Linked DNA regions of Mus musculus: region 2 is linked to region 1. A link is a contact called in public Hi-C data. All regions are on one chromosome and are shown on one strand. The core of a region is the stretch at or near the end of the contact, and the rest is flanking DNA. Distances in the headings are between cores, read along the strand shown. Region 1 overlaps Gm30374 (a long non-coding RNA gene). Region 2 has its middle 120 kb from the start of 1700019E08Rik.

What was found. Hi-C and Micro-C count contacts between places; a contact is called where the count stands out from the background.
Region 2: a contact with region 1 is called in a Hi-C map of the N1E-115 cell line, with 6 times the contacts expected there. The contact joins two enhancer-like sites.

What each region holds. Positions count from the first base shown.
Region 1 is chr2:43,718,845-43,725,194 of GRCm38.p6, reverse strand. All of the region lies in intron 4 of Gm30374 (a long non-coding RNA gene), which reads left to right. Among named protein-coding and RNA genes, the nearest start is that of Gm30374, 7.4 kb to the left of the region's middle. Within about 2 kb of position 2,039, at least 26 of the 459 cell types and tissues checked have an H3K27ac peak or open chromatin away from gene starts, as enhancers often do. A contact at or near this core is called in the N1E-115 cell line, where this site is marked.
Region 2 is chr2:45,814,331-45,820,087 of GRCm38.p6, reverse strand. No RefSeq gene overlaps it. Among named protein-coding and RNA genes, the nearest start is that of 1700019E08Rik, 120 kb to the right of the region's middle. Within about 2 kb of position 1,932, at least 9 of the 459 cell types and tissues checked have an H3K27ac peak or open chromatin away from gene starts, as enhancers often do. A contact at or near this core is called in the N1E-115 cell line, where this site is marked.

The sequences.
Region 1 (6,350 bases), core at 790-3,289:
AAAAACACTACAGGGTTCTGGACTCCATCAGAATCTCCACCTAGGTGTTCCAGGGTGGCCACGGCATTGCAGTGTATTTTATAAGAAGGGTGTCATCAGTAAACAGTTACAGATGACGTATAAAAGGCAAGCTGCTCTTGTGTGTGGTGTTTTCAATTCTCCCTCCCATCCTCCTTATCAGAGATTAATTAGACTGACAGGATTATTTCACAGTGATCCTATCATTTGCTTTCAGCAAATATTCCTTGAGAACTTGCCACCTGTCAAGCCATACTTTATCTGAGCTTCTATCTTTGTAATCGGTGGCTTTTATTTGCCCTCTGGAGGCCGGCACACACACAGGGGTTCCCTCAGCTGCTCCATACCTCTGTACTCTGCATTTCTCCTGTCCAGTGTCCAGAGCCTGCACTGATAATGACTCTCCCCATTCACCCCCTTATTCACTGTGTGAATCTCAGGCTGTCTCCTCCTCCTCCTCCTCCTCCTCCTCCTCCTCCTCCTCCTCTTCTTCTTCCTCCTCTTCTCCCTTCTCCTTCTCCTCCTCTCCCTTATACTCCTCCTTTTCCTTCTCCTCCTCCTCTCCCTTCTCCTCCTCTTCCTCTTTTCCCTCCTCCTCCTCTTTCTCCTCTTTTTTCTTTTTCTCTTCCTCTTCCTCCTCCTTCTCTTCTTTCTTCTCCTCCTCCTCTTCCTCTTCTACTTCCTCATCTTCTTTACCTCTTCTTTCCATGGTCTATATCACTTCATTCATTTTTCTCTCTCTTTATTTCACCTTTTCAGTCTGCTGTTACAGTGTGTCCGCAGCCCCTTTGAGCCCATGTGAAGTATATAGCTCAGTTCCGGTTTTGAGTTGTCCAAACGAAATAATGATTTAAAGCTCAATTTTAAAAGAACAGAGAACATTGAAGAATAGCAGCCCAGATTGCTTCAGTGATATTTAGTGGGTGCCAAGTGTAGACAGACTTGTAGACAAGTTCAAGGAAAGCATGCGAGGCTGCTCCAGCTATTATCTAATGAAGGTAGGATTCTATGTCTTGTACAAAAGAAAATCCAAAGTACCAGGGGATTTGACATATGTGCAAGGTTGTGTGTGTGTGTGTGTGTGTGTGTGTGTGTGTGTGTGTGTGTGTGTAAAGAGAAATATAAACTTGGGCTATGGCAAACATTGACAGAGTGAACTTTGGGACTCAGAATTGCAAAGATTTAGTTAGCTAGGAACCTGTCATCTTGTCCCTCGTGGTCTCAAAATGGTTGCCATGCTTCCTGCTTTCATGTATGAGCCCCTCACCAAATACCAGGCACATAAGCCAAAAAACTTTTTCAAATGTCCCACAGTGACAATTTTGCTTTTGTCTTTGGAGCCCTAACATGTGACACTTCTAGATGGGCCCATCGAAAAGCTCAAAAGAAAACACAGATCTTGTTATATAAGAAGATGGGATAATGATGAGGTCATTGTCTGGGAGTGCCCAGAATAAAAGATTAGGTAAGATTTAACCTTCCTGATGCATTAATGAGCTTACATTCCTCTTAAATAATGTAATTGTTTTATGCTACAGATCAGAAAATCCACAAATATTACAAAAAAAATCTATTGTCAACCACAGGCAACCAAAACGTGCATAATTAATGAGAACCTAACTCTGCTTGTCTAGTGTATGCAAATCTATTCATATAGACATGTAGGTGTATCGATATGTGTGCACGAAGTCACACACACACAGCTTGTGGAAGTGAAGCCAAGTGCTTCATTGGAAGGGGGTGTGGCTCAAGGCTGTTCCAGTCACTAGATCTTCATTGTTAACAGTAGTGTGTGCCAATCTATGTTGACAAGCCCTTCTAGTGCATAAGTTGCAGGTACCTTCACGGTGCCACCTAATACTTCAGGGACGTAGCCCCAGAGTTACACTTGAGACTACAGAGCTGATATCCAGTGGTGAGAAAGACGAACACGTGAAGTCATACCAGAGTTCTTCAGAACAGGGAGCTGCAGGGAGGTGCCGCCACAGTGCAGGCCTTCTGTCCCCCTAACTCCAAGCTCTGTCTGCTCTCATCTCTTAGACTTAACTGTATGGCTTTATAGATTATCTGCAGTCTCCGAACCCTCCCTCTGTTTCATTGATTTCTTGATTTCTAGAACAAAATCCTTCAAAGATAAGAAAGATCGGATGCAAACGTTAATGCATCTGGGAAATCGAGGAATGATGCCTATCGGGAGACTAAAGAAATGTCCCAGCAGCGAAATATGCAAATCCACCAGAACAGCCATGCTCCAGTCAGTTTTCTTTGTGATTTGGCGCCACCTTGTGGCCATTACAAGAATCAGCGTAAATACTAATGATGGGACCTCTCTGGGGTTTTAACTAACTAGAATGTCCTACGTTGAGGCAGCAGTTCTCAAAAGCCTCAGTCATGTGGCCCCGTAGATTATTGGCTATCCTAGCTCGGCTAGATTGGCCAAATATGGTGATGTTTGCCTGGGAAAAGCACAGGTAGATATTGCCCTTACGCAGCAGCTAAGCCTAATCAACAGTGTAGGTGAGCAGGTAGTACCAGCAGCTGACCATTCTCCAGACTCATGGACGGGACACACACAAGACCATGATCTTTTGAAGTCACTCTTCTTGCATCATACTGTCCCGAAATTAAGGGGAGTTTAAGTTGAGTGATCACAGGTTAAGCAAATGTTACCAGGATAAATTACTACTACTACTGCTACTACTACTACTACTACTATTACTAGCTTTCAAGCTTTAAGACGAATTAGTGACCATGGATGGACATGTGTGTTGTTTGTCTGCCAATGTTTCCGTGTGTAATTCCATTAACTCTTGTGTAAGATCAGTGCCATCTCTCAATGGCTTTGAAGTTGTCCCCAGTTATGGTCAATACTTGCTCCTTAGTGCTGTGACGTTCAGGGATGTGGTTGTGCGGAAGGATTGGGAGCAAGAGGGTTAAGTCACCAACCCTAATCTTATGGGCTATTGGGAGAGGATTGCGACTTAATAGATGGGACTTGATAAAAAACACAAAACAAAACAAAAACAAAAACAAAAAAACAAAACATAACAGTGGTTTGTTTGGGACATGGCCTTTGTGGCTTTTTGCCTCTGTGGGCACTTTCAAGAACTGGATATTTGGACATTTACTCCCCAAGAATCCGTGTGTCTGCTTGAGATTTCATTTAAATCACCCCTCCATCCATCTAGCCACGGGGCCATCCAGAGCAGGCACGCTGCCAGGGGTGTGTTCCCTTCAAGAGAGATATTTTTTCCCCCAGGGTAGGTTTGGTGAAGTATTGGAGATCTTGAACTGTGTCACAGAAAGCAAAATGGAAACCGAACAGCAATAACAGAGCCAGGGTCACCTGCACTCCAAGCTGCGGAAGGAACCGATGTTTCAATGAGGTGACCCAGGTCCTGCGGAGAGGAGTTGCTATGTGAACAAATAGAATTGTGCTGGGGTTCATAGTTTGTTTGGAAACTTTTGATTAATAACACAGTTTGAGTGATTTTACTTTGTCTTTTGTCCAGGGTTCTGAAAATATTGCAGTGGATTTGGAAAATAAGTGTGTGTGGGGGGGGGGGGGGGGGGCATGAAGCATTTATTTTTCCAGGTCTGTGATGGCCTCTTATCCATCCAGGCATCCAGGCACAGAAAGGCCAAAACATTTTGATATATTTTTGCCAAGGTCTTCTTCAGCTGTTTTCTGGCCCCATCAGTTCCTGCCAGTGCTCAACTTAGGACAGAGGGTGTTCCCTTTTACAGAGAGAAGCTTAGCAAAGAGACACTGGCAAATCAAAAGTTGAGTACCAGGAAGTGGAAACAAGAACCCTGGAATCCATTAGCTTGGTGAATGGAGCAAATTCAACCAGAAAATGAAGATGTACCAAACAAATCTCTCCTTAACTTAAGCCAGAAGTCAGAATGGAATTAAACACGAGACTGCATTTGAAAATGATAGACTGAGCACCCATGGATTAGAGAGACAGCCAACCTCCCCCGTCCCCCAAGCTCTGAGAATCTTCCTTCACACTGAGGTATGATGCTTTATAGAAATACTGACTAATGCTCTAGTATTGGGTCATAAGCTAATTTTACTACCCTTCCTTTATTGAGAAACTTGGAAAGAAATCCCCTGGCTTGACCTCATCTGTGTGCACTTATAAGTGGCTGGAGACCACCCTGTCACTGGAGGGTGCTTCATAGTCACTGTGTCTACTGTACCTTGTTAGAACTCTGTCCTCATACCCGTGCCGTTCTGTAGAACCTGAGTGCCTTTCTCCTTTTCACTTATTCTAGAGTCTAGCTCCTTTGCATCGCAATCTTCTTTGCCATGTGGTCCTGAACCCCTAATAGCATTGCCAGAAGAAAGATGGTTTAATATTCAAGAAATGGAAGTGCTTTCAGGCCTCAATCTGTCAGCAGCAAATACACTGGATGTATTTATGAAGTTTCCAATGGCAGATCTGTTTTGCTTTTAGCATTTGAGTCATTCACTGAAACTGGATGCAAAGGCGAGCTTGTACACCTTGGAGCGTGTGATCATGTTCTCAGCTTGATACAAAGGTCAGAGAAGAAAGAAATCTGAGGTTCTCTACTGATGAAAGAATGAATTGTTATTACATGATACTGAGATCGCATTTTTTTTTTTTTTTTTGCAGTGCTGGGGAGTGAGCCAGGGCCTTGTGCACACTAGGCAAGCATTATGATGCTAAGCTACCGCCCAGGCCAAATGTTTCATCCTAAAACAAAATAATTATGTCATTTGTTTGTTGTGTGAATTCAATACTTACACCCTTCTAGTAGTCATTGGGAAAAGTGCAACTCAGTCTGTAGTTCAGACTTAGGTCACAGTGTCATAGGCTCCAAACAGTCCTGGAGAGAATGTGTTTTAGCCACCAGAGTTCTTTTCTTCCCCCCCAAGCAAATTATCACACCATAAGTTTCCATTTTCCCCAGTGTCGTTTCTGCTGTAATAATGGCTTGAGGATTTAAATCCTGTGATGTTATTGTGACTTCAAAGCCTTAAAACTGCGATTGAATGAGGCAGCTCATCTGTCATTATTCAAATACGAAGCAATTATGATGAAATAAAGATAAAATTCCATTGAGAAATCCTCCAATCAATTTTCACTTATATTTAACCAGAAACATAAAACAATGCATAGAAGAGTAAGTTTAGGTAATAAAATTGAAGAATAAAAAGCACAAATTACAGATCTATAACTGGGGCATAGTGATGGCTTCAGGGCGTGTAAATAAAAGATGTCACCAATATTGAGTGCGAGTTTGTTTGCTTCCTTAAAGAAAAGACAAACAAAACCCTCAGCACAGAACAGAATCTACCCATACCTGGTCCAGCAGTGCTCAAACTTGCTACCCACTTGAAGTGGCTTATGGATAACTGCTCACACACCGTCACATGACAGCTATCTGAAAGACACTACAAGGAGCCTACCTGATGGCCGGTGTTCTCAGGAAGGAGAATGCTACATCGAAAGTTGAACTTGTCATGCTGACTGAGGGCTTTACATCTCCGCATGTATGCCAGCTCACTGTTTTATAACTTTTGATCCCTTAGAGCTAACTTGAGCATTTCCTCCTCAATCTGCATTTCACTACTCATTTAAATTAATCCAGTTGATCCAAAATGCCACCCAATGGAGCATTAAAGCTCAGAAAGCTGCTAGAAATAGGAGAGTAATATGTGACATCATGACATATAAGAATTTCATAAATATGACTTATATGCACTATTCTTCCATCTATTTGGCACAATTTTATCACAAACATTTCTCATTAATCACACTGCTTTCTCATGATGTCCAAGCTTAGATAAGTTCAATGCCGGGCTTTTATTTATGATGGCTTATTGTTTGTTTATATTTTCTTTACATAAATAATTTCAAATATAGAAAGAGCCAGCCTGAATGTGTGTTTTGGCTATCTGAGGCTTGCTACTCAGGATGAACGACGTAGGGTGAGGATGAACGATGTAGAGGTTGGGTGAGTTTGCTCCCAGAGGTGCACAGATGTTCTTGGAATGGCCGTGCCTGCTCCTGCTCTCTGTCGAACACTTAGTAGATGGGGGCTCCAGACACGAGTGAAGGTGAAAGCAGGGTGCAAAATTGCAATGGCAACACAAATTGGGAGTCCTCCCTTTTGCTAGGAGCACATTTACCAATCAGGTAAGCCTGCTGGAGGACATGAGGTTTACACTCAACAGAAGGGTCTCTTTAACAAGTAAAGGCTTAGGTGAGACTCGAAGAATGACTGGAGAATAACCTGGGGGCGGTGTCCTAGTGTAAGCAGGATGTTGTTAGTGTGACAAAACAAGAGAAGGTCTTTCG
Region 2 (5,757 bases), core at 683-3,182, 2.1 Mb before region 1:
TACATCAATCTATATGAGCCCTGTAGTAAAACTGATTCTCAGGGTTACTCACACTTATACCTTGGCCTTTCTAGTTAAAAGTCTTGCTTATGTTTCTCTGCCAAAGGAAACAACCTTTCACAGCCTAGTTTAGGTTCCCTCTAATCTTTTATAAAATTCATTTCTTCTACAATCAAGTTGATACTTCCTGTGACCTTTGATAGGCTAGCCATTATCATGGTTTTTACAAAGTCTTCTGAAATTCTGAGTTAGAGATTGTGTATTAGGCTTGATATCATGTGGTATTGTTAATCTAGAACTATGGTATTGGGAAGCATTAAATTAAGCAAAGGGAACTTTCTACTTCATGTTCATTTTCTTCTCCCATGATGATTTTCTCTTCTATTTTATAGTTTTTCAGTTTGTAGTGGCCAAAGTCATCAGAGTTTCTTCAATTCAGTCTTCATATTGAGGTAAGTTAAATAGAGTTGACTGTCCTCTGATTAAACAGTTCAGCCTTCATATTGAGGTAAGTTAGAGTTGACTGTCCTCTGATTAGACAGTTCAGCCTCCACATGGTAAGTTAGAGTTGACTGTCCTCTGATTAGACAGTTCAGCCTCCACATAACACTCCTTTATTTTTATTTTTTATGTTTAGCAGAGAATAAGCAAAATATTCTTAAAATATAATGTAAATTCTCCTTAAATTTAAAAACAACACAGCACCCCCACAAATGCCGGTAGACTCATCCATTCCTTGTGCCCATGGTTTAACATCTAATTTTGTGATTTGAGGACTGAACTTTAATGATAGTACAGAACTCTTCAGACCTACCAACAGAATCAGTTCTACAGTTGAACCATGAGCAGAGGAGTTGATTCTGCCCAAGGCATATCTGGGTTCATTGAAGTTTTAATTTCTAGGAGCATGGTTGTTGAGTACTGCTAAGGAAATTGCTGTGCATACCAACTGTTTTAGTTTCGACTCTCCAACCTCAGCTGACTCCTTGGTTGTAGACACTTGTCTGTCTTTCTTTCATTCTAGCTCAGAACAATGCTCCCTTTTTGGTGGACTGGAAATAAAATCAAATTAAAGGCTTGTTACAATTGTGTAGGCATATAGGGCATAGTCTTACTGCAGTCTATGAGGGAAAAAAACTAGGCAAAAACAAACAAACAAACAAATAAACAGAAGCTTAATGAGAAGCTAAAACTAGAAAAAAAGGAACCCCCATTCAAGACTTTTCTACTCTTTCTGATATCTTAAGTCTGCAATGTTCTCCTAAAAAAAAACATGGGTATTTGCTGCCACTCTCATTCCCAGAGGGGCTTCTTGGATACAGTCCTTGGCTCCAATAGAAACACTTATGTGTATTAAAGTGTAAGAAATTGTTCAGAGAATTCTGAAATGATTGCATTGTCACGAAGAGGGGACAGTAGAAGGCAGGAGCAGCCACAACAGAGACTGGGCCCCACACCCTTGTTCATGTCTCAACATTGAAGAGATTTCCATTTCCACTCTTTCAGGGTGTGTAGCTCTTTCAGAATAGTTAAGATCAAGCATGCTTGTCAAAGCCTCATGCCGTGTCCTCACGTTTCTCATGGCTAGGAGCCAACACTGTCAACACTTGGGTTTGTGCTGTTTAGGATAGAAAACGTGATTGTTCAGCAACATGTAATCAGCTGAAAACAAATCTGGAAGATGTTACCCAAAGACTAGATGATATCCAGGCCCTGGAACATTGCGCAGACAAAGAAAATGAAAGATTCCTTTAAGATAAAAACTCTATCTGTGGCAAGGAACTTGAGACGTTGGAACAAGTTTCAAGTCGATAAGTTTCATAGTAAAGCTTCAAAAAACAGAGGAGACAATCCAAACAGCCCAGTCACTTCCTTTAAGCAGTGAAAGAAGCCAGGATCCAATTTCTGCAACTGTAATCTCTGTCTTCCATGCCCAGAAATCACTTATAATGTGTTACTCAGGGAAGGCGCCCTCCCATGGGAAGAGAATGATGCTTAGGAAGAGCCAGGATAGCAGTTCTAACATTTGAACTTAGTCCTGACTTAGATGATGTGTGACTGTGGCTATGGCATCTGGTTTATTAACCCATTTTTTCCTTTATGTGAAAATGTGGAGGTAGCAAAATGAGTTCAGCTAGTGTTTCAAGCAAACATTTTTATTATCCCTTTCATTCATGTTTTCTACCCAATCACATCTTACATTATGCTAATGTAGTAGACAAGAAGTTTATGACAGCATAGGGTTGGAGAGGAAAACATAATGTGCCAATATTAGTAAGAATTTGCTTTCCAAACTGTAAAAGCCTGTTCTTTTCTACCAAGATGGGTTCTTGTACCTTTTGAATCAGTGCTATGTGCATGCCCTCTCTGCTTCCCTGGGACTCCCTTTTATTAGACATTGAAGAAGGATTTTTCAGGCCCTCTGCTATGAGCTCAAACCTGAAAACATGTATGAAGCTTATCTGCAAGCAAAGGCACTGAGTGGGTCTACAAAACTGAGTGAACATAGCTAATGCCAACCAAGTATAATTATCATGATGTATTTTAATATTTCATTTAAACCTTAGGATATATCCTTGAAGAAGTAATCAGATTATTGTTATTGGGTAGATGATAAGACTGAGTAAAAAGATTTAGTGAATTGGAAGCAGATGTCATCTTCAGTCTTAGAGAATATGTTGGATTGTAAAACAACTTCAGATTGTATATTTTCAGCAATACGTTACTGTGGCATACAATTTGACCTCAAAGGGGGAAAAAGTAAACATGGGCTAATTCCTCATTAATAAAAGGAAGCCTCCTTCAAAAGTACAAAACAATTTTGCAAGGTGAGGAAAGGAATGAGGTGAAAAGGCAGGAATAATAGAAATTATATAATACACAGTGCCTGAGAGTAAAGGGGAATGTGCCCCAAACTCCAGATAAAGTCAAGTGAACTAGGAAAATGTGGAGCTTCCCATTAACAAGCATCCTAAGGGGCAGTAGCATAGAAATAGCTTTATGGTGTATTTGTTCATTCACAAATTTCTAGGAAAGGGAAAGAAAAAATAAGTAATGGTTGTCTTCGAACTAGTGAAAAGCAGAAACTACCTTCTAGAATAAAGCTAACTGAAACACCATACACTTGCAGAAAGAGGATCAATATGTGTACACAGTAGCATATCACAGAGTCTTGGACTAAACCAGGTCTCATTTGGTATCATTGTGGCGGAATGTTTTCCCTGTGGCCCATTTAGCCACCATCCACGTTCATCTCTGTGAAAATAAGAGCCTTTTATTCTTGAAAACATTTGCTTTAGTTTTTATGATTATAATTTAATCACTACACTTCTTTCTTTTAACTCCCTCCAAACCCTCCCATATATTTCTCCCCACTTGCCTTCAAATTCAAGTCCTCTTCGTTTTACTAGTTGTTATTGCATGCATATATTGTATGTGAATGCACACACACACACACACACACACATCTTGTTTTATTTAAGGTTATTATTGCTGTGATGAAACACTCTGATCAAATACAACATAAGGGAGGGAGTTTTGTTTGGCTTAAACTTCAGCATCACTGTTCATCATGGAAGGAAGTCAGTACAGGAACTCAAACATGCAGGAACTTGGAGGCAGAAGCTGGTTAGAGACCATAGAAGATTGCTGCTCAGTACTTGCTTAGCTTAATTTCCTATAGAACCTAGGACCACACCCAGGGGTGACCACACCGACAATGGGCTGGTCAATCCTATATCAAGTCTATATAATGTTACTTGTATGTATGTTTTCACAGATGACCTTTTCGCATTGGACAACCAATCAATGTGCTCTTTCCTGGGGAAGATCACCTCTCCTGGTCCCAGCTTCCCTCACTTGTCTATAATTCTCTGTGTAAGTCTGAGACTTCATGAGCTTTTTTCTGTCCAATTTGGTGTATTTATTGCTATAACTCTTGTGCAGCTCATAGTTGAACATTCATCTTGATGAGACTCTATGGGTTTTGCTTCTGACATTTCCAGGAGACACAAACAACAAACTCTCTGATCTCTCTGGCTCTTACAGTCTTTCAAGGCCTTCTGCCACCATGTTCCCTAATCCTTAGGAATATTTAGGGATTCTCTCTCTCTCTCTCTCTCTCTCTCTCTCTCTCTCTCTCGCTCTCTCTCTCGCTCTCTCTCTCCACACACACACACACACACACACACACACACACACACACACACACACATACAGTCTCAGTAGACTACAGTGCTTTGCATTTTAGTTGGTTGTCATTGTCTGTAGTGGGCCCTATTTGTTGTAAAGAGAAGTTTACTAAATGAGGGCTGAAGACTACACTTATTTGTTAGTATATGAACAAATGTTTATAGATTGTTAATAGGGATTATTCTGGTTTGGTAAATGACTAGTTGTCTATTTTTCTCTGGTAACCTTGACTTCATTAACAGTAGAATACCTAGGTTTCCAAGAGCCAGCATGGTTTCTCTCTTGTTGAGAGAGTCTTAAGTCTAATTATGGAGCTGTTGTTTATCATGAAGGTATACATGCCACTGCTGACCCTGTAGGGTTACTATGCCATGCACAGTAGCATTCATTTCATTCATATCTATCAATCTGGGTAGGACTGTTGACTGCATCCCTACTTTGGAAGTTTGTACAGTACTTTCTGCTACTATGAAATCCCTTCTCAGGAAAGATCATTCAGGTCAGTTCCAGCTCAGGGGTTTCTGGGCCCAGATCCTAAACTGCATAGTATTTCCAACAATGGGAATCACCTCCCACCTCTGGAGTTTTAGTGCAACAACTATAGGTTATATACTTTGAGAATCTCTTAGGTAGTCCTAGACAACAACTGAAAATAGCGTTTCTCATGTCTGATACTGGGGTTTTTGTTAAGTATTCTTAAGAGTGAACTTCTCTGAAAAGTTGAACAACAACAAGAAAAGACTCTATTTATAGGTGTTTTCATTTTTAATATATGGTGGCTTTAAGCAAAAAATCAAAACGTTCGGATATAGGAAAATAAAATAAAATTCCTGTATGTTTAAATTCATGGCTTGACATTCCATGACTGGTGTACATTCAACTGTTGATCAGTTTGATTTTGAATATGGAGTCATATGACCAAACTGAAGAAATCAAGGAAGTTTATCAACACGTGGCATAAAAGTAAGTCAGTTGGGAGGAAGAGATAAAGACGTAAGAGAGGAGAAGCAACTGACAGAACTAGCATGGGGTTAAAAAAACCAAACTGAAAAAAAAGTAAGAAACCAAAACCCAAAACCAAAAATACTTCTTGCCCTAATATCAAGAGTGAGTTATTTATTTATTTATTTATTTATTTATTTATTCAGTCTTTGTTATTGTTGTTGTTTTTGTTTTTTGTTTTGTTTTGTTTTGTTTTGTTTTGTTTTGTTTTGTTTTCGAGATAGGGTTTCTCTGTATAGCCCTGGCTGTCCTGGAACTCATTTTGTAGACCAAAATGAGTAGGTTGGCCTCGAACTCAGAATTCCGCCTGCCTCTGCCTCCGGAGTGCTGGGATTGAAGGCATGCACCACCACGCCCAGCTGTTTGGTTCAGTCTTTAAGCAATTTGCTTTTCACTCTTACTTTTAATAAAAGTATTTCATTATAATAAGCTAATGATTTTCTATTTAGCCGCAAGTCAAAAAACAAAAAAAAACTAATGCAATAAATGAGCCAGAGGCTAAAGCCTCTGAAACCATAAGCCTAGAGATATCCCTCCTTCATTCAGTTTCTTTCTTAGGGACAT